Regions from separate parts of the Sus scrofa genome. Here regions 1 and 3 are each linked to region 2. Evidence: chromatin contacts called from public HiChIP or PLAC-seq data. All regions are on one chromosome and are shown on one strand. Each heading gives the region's core, a stretch centred on a gene start, on an enhancer-like site or on the middle of the called end of the contact. The rest is flanking DNA. Distances are from core to core; before and after follow the strand shown.

Region 1 (4,359 bases), core at 242-2,741, 310 kb before region 2:
GCTCAGTGGGTTAAGGATCCAGCGTTGCCATGAGCTGTGGTGTAGGTCGCAGACACGGCTCAGATTTGGCGTTGCTGTGGCTGTGGTGTAGGCCAGCAGCTACAGCTCCGATTAGACCCCTAGCTTGGGAACCTCCATATGCCACAGGCGTGGCCATAAAAGGGCAAAAAGACAAAAGAAAAGAAACCTATGGGAAATAGGAGTTCCCATCATGGTGCAGCGGAAATGAGCCTGACTAGGAACCATGCAGTTGCGGGTTCTATCCCTGGCCTCGCTCAGTGCGTTAAGGATCTGGTGTAGCCCTGAGCTGTGGTGTCGGTCACAGGCAGGACTTGGATCCTGCATTGCTGTGGCTGTGGTGTAGGCTGGCAGCTGTCGAGAGTGCAGCAAAAAGAAAAAAAAAAAGGAAACTTATGGGAAATAAATCTATTCATTATAAAAACAGTTCATTTGTTTACCGAATGCTTCTTCAAGGCAAAAGTAAAAACCCATAGCTAAGAGAAAATAAATTTTAGGAAAATTGATATCCTGTGAGCCTCATCTTTCTATATGGGGGTTTCCATATCCGTGTCAAGGATGGGATTTAGCTCTCCAGTACAAGCAAATGCACACACTGTGTCACTTTTGTCTCATTAACAGGTGCATTTCAGCTACTTCCTTTTTCTAAAACAAGAAGTATTGAGTCAGTGATTTGGCCAGGGGGAAAGCTCCAAGCAATGACTATTAATAATGATGACTTCCTAATGTTGGCAAAATCTATTTCCCCTTTAGAAAACAGAGAGAGCAAGCTACTGAAAGTTAGGATCACTCATAGAGTCAAAGAGATTTGGAAAAAAGTACTTCTAGATGTCTTGGTTGGGTTTACATTTGGACCACCTATTTTAGGACATGCCCCAGAGTTCTTTGCGTTGACTATTAACAGAGGCAGTTTCCATTTCAGGGGAAAAGCTAACAAAAATTTAAAATATATTAAGTATTTCTATTATCCAAGTACAATAAATTCTTATATAAAGAATTCCCACAACAACCCTGAGTGTAAAGCTGGAAGTGGTGATCTGGTCTTTCTGACTTGAAGGACATGCTTAAAGGACACTCTTACTCTGTACTGTATTCAGTTGATATCCCTAATTCAGAATAAATGTAGTTGAAAGATGGATGGAGTCTGTATTCAGAAGAACGGTGTTCCACAAATTTCTCACTTCACTTGCCAAGAAAAGCAGAGAAAGACTATCAGTTTCAGCAGAAGTTCCAGCGATAGGATTCAAGGTTTGGGGCTGGACGCCAGACAACCTATTACATATTTCCCTATTCTGCTCACACTGTAAGGTGTCGGTTCGTCTCTGAAAAACAAAGACATTTAAACTATCTCAGTGACAACCCATGCTGGCCACCCACCACCTTCATTTGAAATAAGAAGTATGTGCTGCATCTCACAGTGACCCAGTTAAGAGCAGCCTCATTTAAAGATGGTAAGTGTGGTTTCTTTTTCAGTGAGGTCATCCTGTTTAATCCCCCTGAACTGAAACAGCCTATAAAGCAGTCTCTCTAACAGCTTATCTCAGTCTATCTCTTTGGTGGACCGAAGGGCTCAAGGATTTAAGAGTTCTCTCTTCAAGTAAGAAGAGATTGGCAAGGAGAGGAGGACAGGTAAGAAGAACAGAAGCAGTAAAATGCTAGTCACATGGAGATACTACTCCAGGGATTGCAAAAGAACACAGAAAGAGGTTGGTTGCCTGCACAAGGAGGAAGTTTAAGAGTCCTTAGCCACTTCCTCACCATTCAGTAAATCTTCCCTCGTTTAAACCCAACCATTAAAAAAAAAAAAAAAAAAAAGATATGAGAGGGACTGCATTCAGAGTGTGTACTCCTGTGATCCACCATGGGGAAAAACAAATAGCTGTATAACTGCCCGGTACAGTTTCATTTGGTTTATAAAGCATCATAGATGCCTTCCTGGATACACACGTAAAATAAAAAGATACATTTCTTCTTAAAGATTTCTCCATCAGGAAGTTCCTGAATCAGAATCTTTGGGTGGATATGGAGGGTGTGGCCAGAAATCTTTGTTTTAAAAATCCTCAGGTAATGTCAGAGAACTCAAAGGCTTATATGCCCTTATCTCTACCACACATCTCCAGCATGAAAAGATAATCAAAGCCATAATAGCTTTCTTCAATTCAGACTATGAGATATTAAAAAGATAAAATAGGGCTATATTTATTAATTGCTAAAGTGAAAAATAAGATGCAGAATAATATGAAGAGCATATCATTTATATAGTTAGAAAAAGTATGAATCTATCTACTCTGTTCATAACAGAAAATTTCTGAAGGAAATGTATAGTTAACAATAGTTACATCTAAGTCTCCAGATACATGGGATGGGAGAAAGGAGGGGGACACTTATTTTATACAGTCATAGCCTTTTATAACTTTGTTTACCATAAACATTCCTTCTTTTTATACTTTTATTTTTTTAAGGGTTCATAGTCAATTCTGATGATCAGCTGGAATTAAAAACCACTGTAGAGAAATGGTTGTCAGTTTCCACTAGTTTAACAGTCATTAAGCGACTGTTTGAACACTTGTTCATTGACTCTGTGGATCCTCTCCAGTTCACCACTTTCTGAAGCTTCTTTAAAGTCCTACTTCAGAAAATATGAATTTAAGATAGGACCATTCTTGGGGTAACACAAATCTTCCGAGAGCACCATGGAGTGCTGCATGAGATCTTCTCAAATCCATTATACGGACAAGTTCAAGTTTCCCCACACTCAAATACAACAGCAGAATGCCTGGATTCAGGGAGAAGATACTGAGAATACAACTTGATTTACGTGGGTGAATTCCATTAGCAAATATCAAAACCATTTGCCTGAGAGTGTCCAGCATGCTCCTTTTGCAAAATCCAGGAAGGAAAATAAATTTCAAGAGCAGAACAAATCTGTGCCAGCCCTCAAATAGGCTGTCCTTTCCATTCATCTAGAAGCAGGAAGAACCCCAGGCAAAATTGTTAAGTATCCTAAACATATCTTCAGATCTGATTATTCTTCTCTTTCTAAACTTCTCCCATTCTCCTACTGCTGGGAGGAAATTGTACTTCCATGTCTGTACCCTGGAGACCCCCAAACCGACATAAAATGGTTTAGGAACTTGCCTGCAGTATCCCCCATGTCTGCCCACCATAAAGATCTTCAAAACACTTCCTTCAAAATTACCCCTCCTAGTGTCACGATTTTACCTTCTTCCCCCCTTCTCCACCTCAAGGTTTAGTCAGCTGTAAGTGAAGAAAGCATTTCTAGAAAATCACACCATGAGTTACATCAGTAATTCTCAATCTTATTGTCCTCAACCCATATCATACCTAGGAGATATGATATAGCGGGGAAAAGGGAGAGGAGAGGAACTATATCAGAATTTTAAGGAGGATGAAGTGTGTGATTTAAAAGAGCCCCCATAGTCCTTGAATGATTTCTTTGGAGAGGCCCTGGGTTAGCTAGATATTAATTTCATAGTTAACTACCCAGGACTATTTATGTGTTAATGGGGTAGTTCTTTAAACAAAAACTGAATCTCTAATTAAGGAACTAAAGGTATGTTGCTGGTGGGGAAGATATTTTGGGATAAGGAAGCCTTCCTGGGTTTCTCCCAAATACATCCTACCAAGGCGTGCATATCTCACCTTAACTCTGTGCTTTCTCAAAACTTAGCTAAAGATTTGTTTGCTAAAAATCTTTATCAAGTGATTAGGTCACTTGAAATTCCACTTAGGCCAGTCCTGCCAAAGTAAGGCAGAAGAGGAAAACTGTGCATTCTATCACCTCTTTATTTGTAATGGTATTGACTCTTGAAACCCAGAGGAATGCTCGCTTCCATAAGCTCCTCTCCACAGACTGATATTTTAAGTATGGAATGCTAAGAACCAACAACCCTCACTTTGCCTTGTGGACAGGACATAGTTTACCTGACCTATAATAGGAAGCTCTGTTTTTCTGATGGAAATCTTGGATACCAACATGGAAAATATAATGAAGGTAGCCTCATAAAACGAGGAAATATTCACCCACAAAAAATTTTTTAGAGCCCACAATATCACAAATGCTTTGCTTTCATTTTGCAACACCCTACAATACCTCAAAATTACCCATTTCTGGAACCCCTCTAAACTCCACTGAAAATAGTGAACTCCACTCTCAATATTGGTCTTCCCATATCACCTAAACCAATTTCCAAATACCTTTGTTATCACAAAAACTGAAAATAACACCACTATTACAAAAGCAAACACCACTCCTGTAAGTGAACTACAAAGGTGTTACTAAACAGATGTTTTGGTTTTGCACAATTTGACAAGGATCAT
Region 2 (4,783 bases), core at 2,259-4,758:
GCTATATAGTAGAACCTTAGATTTTCTTATTTTTCTGATTTTTTTTCTAACTATAGCTTCCATTAAAATCAAGTATAAAAGCTGACTTTAGAATCAGATATTTGAAGTATATTCAGTAACTTTGCTCACATGAATAATTTTTTTTTTTGGTCTTTTTGTCATTTATTGGGCTGCTCCCGCGGCATATGGAGGTTCCTAAGCTAGGGGTCAAATCAGAGCTGTGGCCACTGGCCTACGCCAGAGCCACAGCAACGTGGGATCCGAGCCGTGTCTGCAACCTACACCACAGCTCACGGCGATGCCGGATCCTTAACCCACTGAGCAAGGCCAGGGATTGAACCTGCAACCTCATGGTTCCTAGTCGGATTCATTAACCACTAAGCCACAACAGGAACTCCTCACATGAATAATTTCTTAATGCATAAAAAGTAATTTTGTATTTTTAAAATGTTATTTTTAAAACGTTATTCCATCCTTTTAAGATGTTATTTAGAATGCACACAATATATAATATATTGTAATACATATAACTTATAAATAAACTTACATATATTAAGAGCAATGCTCAAAAATATTTGCTGATGGGTATGTGAACAAAAAAGTTGGGATGCTGCGGCTCGCAGGAGTATATCAGAAGCAATGCACATACTGAAAAATTCAGTGTTTATATTTCAAAGACAAAACAAACTGTTAAAAAGAAAAACAAACAGCTGGGTTAGCATTCCCTTGAATTGCAGAGCCAGGAGGAAGTTGGAATTTATTCTTCAAATTACTTCTTCTCTTTGTTTTTAGACAGGCAACATTGTTTCCACAAAGCTCTCCTGAGGCTGGAGACATTTTCAGCCACTATTGTGTCATGATTAGGAGCACAAGTTTTGAGCCCTGCAAAATCGGTGAACTCAAGGAAGTTATACAAACTGCACATCTCAGTTATCTGTAGGAGGGGCTAATAAAAGAATTTTATTTAGTTATTTTTGCTACCTGACATCCAAGAACCTCTCATGTTTAGAGCTTTTCCCTTCCTCAAACGAGGTGTCTCTATGAAAAGCCAAAGGGGTCAGGCAAACATGAGTGGCTGTGATAGATATCACTGAACAACCAGGGCTACCAGAGGCTTCTATGGTATCACTTTTCCAGTCCTAGCTCTTTGCCCTTCTTGTCAGTTCTGTGAGCCAGTCATAGTCTTCAAATTAAAACCTTTTCTATCCAAGCTAGAGTCAATTCTGACGCATCTAAGAAACTTGAGATTATCTATTTCACTGTGATTTTTGTTGTTGTTGATTCTGTTTTTTTCAATTATCACACAAAATAGGATTTGTGGGGGAAGGGGAGTTGGTGTACAGTGTTATGAATTTTAATATCTACATAGATTTGTGTTACCACCATCACAGTCAGAATAAAGAACAGTTCCAAACAGGGAAAAGCTAGCTCCAGCTCTCTTTATGGTCATGCCTGCCCAGTCCTGTTTGAGCACCACCTAGTGGTCAGTCTGCAACCCAGGAAGTGGGTTGGCGTAGGCCTTTGGTTGGTAGGGTCTTTGGTTGTTAGGAGCTCCAGAAGAGCACATTACAAGAATATGAGTCCAGCAGTTCCCCAAAAAGTTATGGGTTTACTTCCCTGAGCTTGTTCCTCCATGAAATTTTCCTGTAATTTCTGGTTCCCTGGGCTCTCCTCTTTCATCCTCTGGCCAGAATGCTGTGGCTTTAGTTGCCCCAGTCTGCTGTCTACAAGGCCAAGTGGTAGAAGATTAGAGAGAGACAGAAGAAAAACATAACAAACAGTAGGTAGCTGGATTTTCCCCACTCTCTTGGGATCACAGCTCCACTGGACAGGAAGCCTCCATTCTTAGATAGTCTGGCTCCTGTTGAATTGCAGCCTCTGCCATACTGCCCTGGGATTGTAGATGTAAGAGAATGGGAAATATAGGGAGGGGGACCTCTGCATCCTCTCCGAGCTTTGGGAGTTCCCTTTTTACTCCAGAGCCAGATCTAGACATCTTCTCCTGGAACTCTATTCATGCCAGTGTCCACTTCTGAGTTCCAGGCTGCCTTGAGTTCAGGCCCTGGGGATATCAGGGAGGAAAAAATGGTGAACATCAGCTGTTTGGTGGTCCTTTCAGTCCGGTTTTCTTCCTTAACCCAACTGCTACAAGTTTTCTCTGAGTCCTCAAGAAGTGGCTCCATACATTCTGGGAGAGACTGGGATTTTGCCAGGATTCAATATGATATTACATGTTGCATCAGAATGCCCACCAGGAACCTGCTCATGAAATATTGAAAATCATTATCTTTACTAATGTTTATTTATTTTGGTCAATTAACTTGCTAACTAGATTTCTTCCAGAGTATATAAAAACCAAAAGACTGACTTAAAAACCATTCTGTCCAGAACCATTGGGTGATATTGTCTTCTTTTGAAAGGAGTTTCTGAGAAACATCTTTCCTTCCTCCCTCCACCCCCTTTTCAACTGTCATGTGTATTGATAGTTTAGATGTGCTATTTTAATGGTACTGATGTCACAGAGCAGAGTGAGCTAAAGATGCCACACCCCTCTCACCAGATCCAGATGGCCCTGCAAGGAAGGGTGAGGCAGGGAGGCTCTGGTTCAAGGGTGGTGCTTTTGTTCCTTTTGAATCCTCTTTTGTGAGCACAAGCCAATTAGTATGGAGACTTCCAGAGTTTATATATATATATTTTAATTTACTTTTTTTTTTCTTTTTGCTATTTCTTGGGCCGCTCCCGCTGCATATGGAGGTTCCCAGGCTAGGGGTCGAATCGGAGCTGTAGCCACCAGCCTACGCCAGAGCCACAGCAACATGGGATCCGAGCCGCGCCTGTGACCTACACCACAGCTCACGGCAACGCCGGATCGTTAACCCACTGAACAAGGGCAGGGACCGAACCCTCAACCTCATGGTTCCTAGTCGGATTCGTTAACCACTGCGCCACGATGGGAACTCCTAATTTACTTTTTACTTAGCCCAGAGAACAGAGGACAGGATTTAGAGTCTGAAGACTCAGTTCTTTAAGACCAGAGGTTGTCAAACTGTTTGGCAAACTACAGTTCAGGAGCCGAATGAATCAGGCCCACCCACACCTATAAATACATACATGAATATATAAAGTCATCAATAATGTAGTAAGTAAATACACTTTTGTTGGAACACAGACATGCTCATTTCTTTGCATATTGTCTGTGGCTACATTCTTTTTTCCCTCTAGTTTTATTGAGGAATAATTGACATACATCACTGTATAAGGTGTACAGCATGATGGTTGGATTTGCATGTATTGTGAAATGCAGAGGTTGTTGATCCAAGACAGTTTGGGTGCTGCACAGTGTCTAAGACCTGGGTGCATGCCTTCCATTCTCAAGGTCCCTATGGCTCTGATTGCTAGAACTGTAATCACTACATCTGAATTCCCAGCTACAGAAAGGAGGAAGAGGGAAAAGAAGAACATGCCTCCTTTGTTTAAGAATGTGCTCGAAATTTGCACACAGCACTTCCTCTTTGCATCAGCCAGAATTAGCCACATGACCACACCTAACTGCAAGGGGCCATAGGAATGTCTTCCAAGCAGCTATGGGCTCAGTTGAAAATCATGGATTTTTATGATGGAATGAGAAGAAAATGGATAATAGGGGACAAGTAATAGCCACAAATGAACACTGTAATAGCACACAAGACACAATGTGGTATTTAGCTCCTCCTCCCCAAATTAAAAACGAATTACTCTTAAATAGTTTACTCACTAACTCTAAACTATTATAAATGATTTTGAATAGGACTGACATTGCTTCCTAACATTACACCAAACTAATGATCCCTAGTCCTCCTACCAAAAAAAGACCCATTCTTTCTGGTCCTTTTTGATGTCATTTGAAAGCCCACGCTTGATAAAAACCAAATTATTGTGGCCAGTTGTCTCTATTTCAGTGACTTCCCTTTTTAGGAGAAAATACTTCTAAAACAGCTTCATGTGTATTGTATTTTTAAAGTTGGAGTAATGCATGCTCATTGAATCTATTTAGTACTTGGGTTTGTCAGCTTGGGTTTTTGAATTGGTCATGTGGGAGAGGAATTCCTTGAAATCTTTATTTATTTTCTGTTTTATATAAAGCACTCCATGTTCCCAGGCTCAGATGTTGTAAAAGAAATCCTCACTTCCAAAATAACATATTGCCCAAAGTGGTTGCCCTAACTCACTCTTCTGGTTAATGGAGGCTGACTCATTGTGTGCTGGCAAGACTTGTACCTTCCATAAACAGTTTGAATTCTGTAGACTTTAGGACAAGCTTCCTGTTTGGTCAGACAGTAGCTAAGCATCAGTGGAGGTTGTGGTTTATCTCTCTGGTATGATATTCAAGACGGAACTCTCTCCAGGAGAGCTTAGGTGTCATTCTGCTTGTGTGACGGAGCATTGCTCCGAGATCCTCTCTTTACTCATCCCTTGAACCTCTCCCGTGGCAAAGATCCAAATCCTCATATTTCCACTAAAGCTTTCTCCAGTCAACCTTCAAGTCCCTCTGGTTTGTACCTTGACTTTCCAGATGTGTAGTCACAAGGTGGGTGTTAACAGTTTGTATGCTTGTCCCTCAGAATTTCATATGTGATCAAACACTTCGTCCCACTTTTTTTGAGCTGCTCCTCTCTCCTTCAATAGGTCAGCCCCTCTCCCATATTCTACACATTTTCTCCTTTAACTTTTATGCACCTTCCACCTCTATCTTTTAAAAAAATCATTGTTAAATTTGTCTCCCCCTGGGAGTACTAGTCGCGCT
Region 3 (4,585 bases), core at 1,822-4,321, 380 kb before region 2:
TTTTCTCATTTCTTTTTTTTTTTTTTTTTGTCTTTTTGCCTTTTCTACGGCCGCTCCCATAGCATATGGAGGTTCCCAGGCTAGGGGTCTAATCAGAGTTGTAGCCACCAGCCTATGCCAGAGCCACAGCAACGCAGGATCCAAGCCACATCTGCAACCCACACCACAGCTCACAGCAACACTGGATCCCTAACCCACTGAGTAAGGACAGGGACCGAACCCGCAACCTCATGGTTCCTAGTCGGCTTCGTTAACCACTGTGCCACAACGAGAACTCCATGGTTTTCTCATTTCTTAAACCGCTAAGTTTTAAGAGTTCTTTATATAGTCTAGATACTAGTCCTTTGTCAGATATGTGGTTTACAAATATTTTCTCTCAGTCTATATCTTGCCTATTCACCCTATCAACTGGGTCTTCCATGGATACATCGGATTTAATTTTGACTAATTCTAATTTATCAAACTTTCCTTTTATGGATTGCACTTTTTAGAAAGGGAGCTCACGCCACTGACCTATAAAAAGTTCTTTCTTCAACCAAAATGCTCACCTTGTCTCCAGAACCCTCCTACTAGCTTGCATTTCTACCTATGAGTCTGGAGGAAAGTGTGGTAGAAGTCTTGTCACCTCCTTTTTGAGAATCCTTTTTCTTATCACTCTGACACAATTTTCACAGTATTTGTGCACTGGAACCATCTTTGACATATTCTGACTCACTTTCTTTCTAAGTCTACAATTATTCCCAGAATCTTCACACTTAAGGTCCATGCAAGTAGGATCTCTGTCTTTTGACCTTAATATACGGCACAGTGTATCTTGCATCTCTTGCAAATAGTTACTCAATAAATATATTTTGTTGAAGAAAAAGAAAAATTTGGAGTGTTTAAGAGGGCCAACATAAGCCACATTTTAAGAAAACTGCCTTCTCCATCTAGTTCAGCTCCTTACTCAGAGTAACATAGTAACTAGATCCAGTCACTTAACTCCTTGCTCTTCACTTTTTCAAGAGTAAAATGGGTATTAAACTTGGTTATATGAATATACCATATGAATACGCTTTATCATATGAATAAAAAATATATTTGAAGTTCGTGATGATTATGACCAAGTAGTATTCAACAGAATTGCTTTTTGTTTGTACACTTGGTAAAGATAGCTCAAATAACCAGTTTTATAGGTAACAGGCTGAGCAAGTGAGTTCAAGAGTTCAGAAGTGAGTTGCTAGCTCCACATTAATTCAGCCTGTTTCAAGCCTCATTATATGACAGCTGCCACAAGGGATAAGCCTCTGACTTAAGTGACTGCTCAGCCAGTGCTGATGTTCCATTCAATAATTGTCAGCAAATGCATCTACCTGTGCAATCTCACTTTTGCTAACAGGTTAATCTCTCCACGAATAGTCTCAAACGCAAATATTCTGGAAGAGAGTACAGCACAGGGTGTGTTAGCAGAATCACTTTTGGGGGAAAAATTAGTCAAGATAATTGTGGTTGCATAAATGGTTTCTTCCAAAAGGGCAGAGAGTCAAGCATTAACAATCAGCAGGGGACGGAATGTACAGTACAGTAGAAAGAGGTGAGAGGCAAGGAACAGAGCAGTAAACAGCTCAAGCAAACTGCTTTTGCTGTCTGGAAAGGGTCTCCAGCTCACTCGGTACAAAGTAGTGGGTCCTCCTGGACTCTAAAAACTTCTTTCATAAGCTCACAGAATAGACCGCAAAGGAATTGTTTGACACTAACAAGAAAGTCAAAAAAAGCATCCAAAATGAAGTCCTATCTTTAAGCCTATACTCACTGGAAGCTAAAGGTGGAGCTTGGGATGCTAAAGAAATACAGTTATAACTCAATAGAAAATAATTTTAGCAGTATCTGTAGGAGGAAAGGAGGAAAGAGAAGCAGATGAATCAGACTAGCTTGGGTGTATAAAAGGACCAGTGGGAGTGGTAATGATCTGGGATAAAGTGGAGAGAAGAAGGAGACAAATGGAGAGTTACCAGGCTCTCTGTGTTTGACATAATTTTAACTCTTGACCCCATAATGTCAATTAGGCCTGCGGTTTTATATATAGTATCTACACACCCATTGTTCACTATTCATAAGAAGTGCAATTCAGGAAATAGGTATTGTAAAGTGGTCTTTATCGCTGATTCAACTCTCTCAGAACTGAGAAGCTTAAAAGAGAAAAGGATTGAGTAACTAGTGTGTATTTATAAACAAGAGGCTTTTTATATGATGGGGGAGATGTAGTTTCTTATTGGAGGCAAATTTGCTGCCATAGAACATTTTTGGTTAAAATATCACAGGTAAAATATCCTTTACCACCATATAAAACCTCCTGGAATTCATTCCACTGTCTTCTGGGGTATACAAGTGTTCATTGCTGGTTTGTCCTCAAGATGAAAAAAATCTTTATTGTTCTTAGGAATTATTTTATTTCCTGCCATCCAACCTCCCTGGTAAGAAGGAGCCACTCCATAGCTGCAGGCTCCCCTCTTCTCAGGATCTGTGATGTAATTTGCAGACTTCCAAAAAAGTCAAGCTTACTGAGCCCTGTAGCTGAATCCCAGTAACTGGATCAGGAAGACCCAGCCCAGAACATGTACCTCATTTCTGGTCATCATACCCCTTCCTGCCTTCTTTTGTGCCAGTTTTGATCATTGCCTGGAACACAGATGATTAAGCCATGTCTAGGCCTTACCCTAGACTTCCTCTTCCTTGTCTTTCAATGAATAATCCTCAGATTCTAGCCACTTAACCTCCTAAATATCTCAAGTCCAATTCTCACCAACCCTATTTAGGCCACCATTAATTTAAACCTGTATTATTATCATGGCCATTAATACCTCCTCCAGCCTCCACACTTGCTTTCAAATTATTCCCCATGTTGCAACCAGATTAATCACCCTCAAGTGTGCATTCTCTTCTTAAAGGACTTTGGTAACTTCCTCTTGCTCCCCAAATAAAGGCCAAACTCCTTAACAAGAAAAAAGACCTCATCCTGATGTGACCCTACTTACAGCACTGACTTTGTATTGCTCACCCATCCGCCCACACCTACCTCCAATCTAGACTCCAGACACACTGAATTACTTTCGGTTCCCCAAACAGGCCATTCTCTTTCTCATTTCTTAGCCTATGTCCATGTGTGGGACATTACCCTTTTCCTACTCATCCTTAGGTCCCTACTTTGATGGCACCTCCTCCAAAAGTCCTTTCCTCACTCTCTCAAATGAGTTATGAGCTCTTCTAAGAGCTCTCAGAGAAACCTGTACTTTATCCTGCTATAGAAGTTATTATGGTAGAGTGTAACGGCTCTCTTACTAACTTGTATCACCCCTTGGACTGTAAGCTTCAAGAGGTCAGACTATGAGGAGGTCTTCTCACCTGTACACCCCTCACATCTCCTTCATATCCTGGCATATCCAAGCTCCCCAGTAAATACTGGCTGGATGAACTAATGCACACCTATGCCGCAGGAATGAGGTCATGCCTCTACTTAGCCATTCCTTACACTCTTCAGGGACAGAAGTCTTATGGCTGGACTCTGCTTAAAACCCTTCCAAGTCTTATCATTGTTCTTAGAATAAAGTCCAAAAGCCTTAATATGGCTTAAAAACCCTACTCCATCTAGCCTTATGGCAGCCAGCCCCCAAGATGGCCCCAATGAACCTGGCCTTCTGGTATTCACATTCTTCTGTAGTCTCCCCCACAGTGTATCAGTATTAGTTTGTATGACCAAGACCATACAGTACAAGTGAAGACATGCCACTTTTGAGGCTAGATCATAAAGGTCATGCATCTTCTGCCTCTCTCTATTTCTCTGGCAATTCACTTACTCTGGGGAGAGTTAAGTGCCATGTCCTGAGCAACTCTAAGGAAAGACCCATGCAGTAAAGAACTAACGTTTCTGGTCTAAAGCCAGAGAAGAATTGAAGACTCCAGCCAATAACCAAGTGCAAGAACCTCTTGGAAGCAAATACTCCAATCCTAGTCAATCCTTCAGATTACTACAGCCCCAATCAATATTTTTATTGTAACCCCATGAGAGACCCTGAGCCAGAATCAACAATTAAGCCACTTCTTGATACCTGACATGGAAACTATGAGATCATTAGATTTTGTGGTCTTAAGGCCCTAAGTTCCAGAGTCATTTGCTACACAGCAACAAACAACTAATGCAATACTCTAACCCTACCAGTGCCCACTGCCCCTTGCTACATATCTCTCCTTCCTGAACTATGATAGGTTCCCTCTTGCCTGCGGGTCTTCTCACATGCTGTTCCTTGGCCTTTCTTGGCCATGACAATTGTCTAATATATCAGCCTAAACAGCATTTTCTCAGGAAATTTTGCTGTCACTCTAGACCAAGATAGGCCATTTTTTACATGCTTTCAGGACAGCAGGAATTTTTTTCTTCTTAGACCTTTCACTATCCATCATATCATTCAGTAACTATTTGGGGATCACCAACTAGTCACCAAACACTATACTGTGAAAGGGGCAAAGCAAGCATTATCCTGACCTCATAAAATTCAAAATCTAGAATAACTCTTCACTTAATTATTAACACAATCATTTACTGATTGGA

What was found. HiChIP or PLAC-seq counts read pairs in DNA pulled down with a chosen protein or histone mark.
Region 1: an H3K27ac HiChIP or PLAC-seq map of alveolar macrophages shows a contact between it and region 2. The contact joins two enhancer-like sites. A contact is called at or near these places in 2 of 2 datasets of contacts at active chromatin or transcription factors (alveolar macrophages and skeletal muscle).
Region 3: a contact with region 2 is called in an H3K27ac HiChIP or PLAC-seq map of alveolar macrophages. The contact joins two enhancer-like sites. A contact is called at or near these places in 2 of 47 Hi-C or Micro-C datasets (embryonic fibroblasts and heart right ventricle) and 2 of 2 datasets of contacts at active chromatin or transcription factors (alveolar macrophages and skeletal muscle).

What each region holds. Positions count from the first base shown.
Region 1 is chr1:133,184,608-133,188,966 of Sscrofa11.1, reverse strand. No RefSeq gene overlaps it. Among named protein-coding and RNA genes, the nearest start is that of SPRED1, 170 kb to the right of the region's middle. Within about 2 kb of position 1,491, at least 4 of the 83 cell types and tissues checked have an H3K27ac peak or open chromatin away from gene starts, as enhancers often do. A contact at or near this core is called in alveolar macrophages, where this site is marked.
Region 2 is chr1:132,872,521-132,877,303 of Sscrofa11.1, reverse strand. No RefSeq gene overlaps it. Among named protein-coding and RNA genes, the nearest start is that of FAM98B, 56 kb to the right of the region's middle. Within about 2 kb of position 3,508, at least 8 of the 83 cell types and tissues checked have an H3K27ac peak or open chromatin away from gene starts, as enhancers often do. A contact at or near this core is called in alveolar macrophages, where this site is marked.
Region 3 is chr1:133,250,512-133,255,096 of Sscrofa11.1, reverse strand. No RefSeq gene overlaps it. Among named protein-coding and RNA genes, the nearest start is that of TMCO5A, 130 kb to the left of the region's middle. Within about 2 kb of position 3,071, at least 4 of the 83 cell types and tissues checked have an H3K27ac peak or open chromatin away from gene starts, as enhancers often do. A contact at or near this core is called in alveolar macrophages, where this site is marked.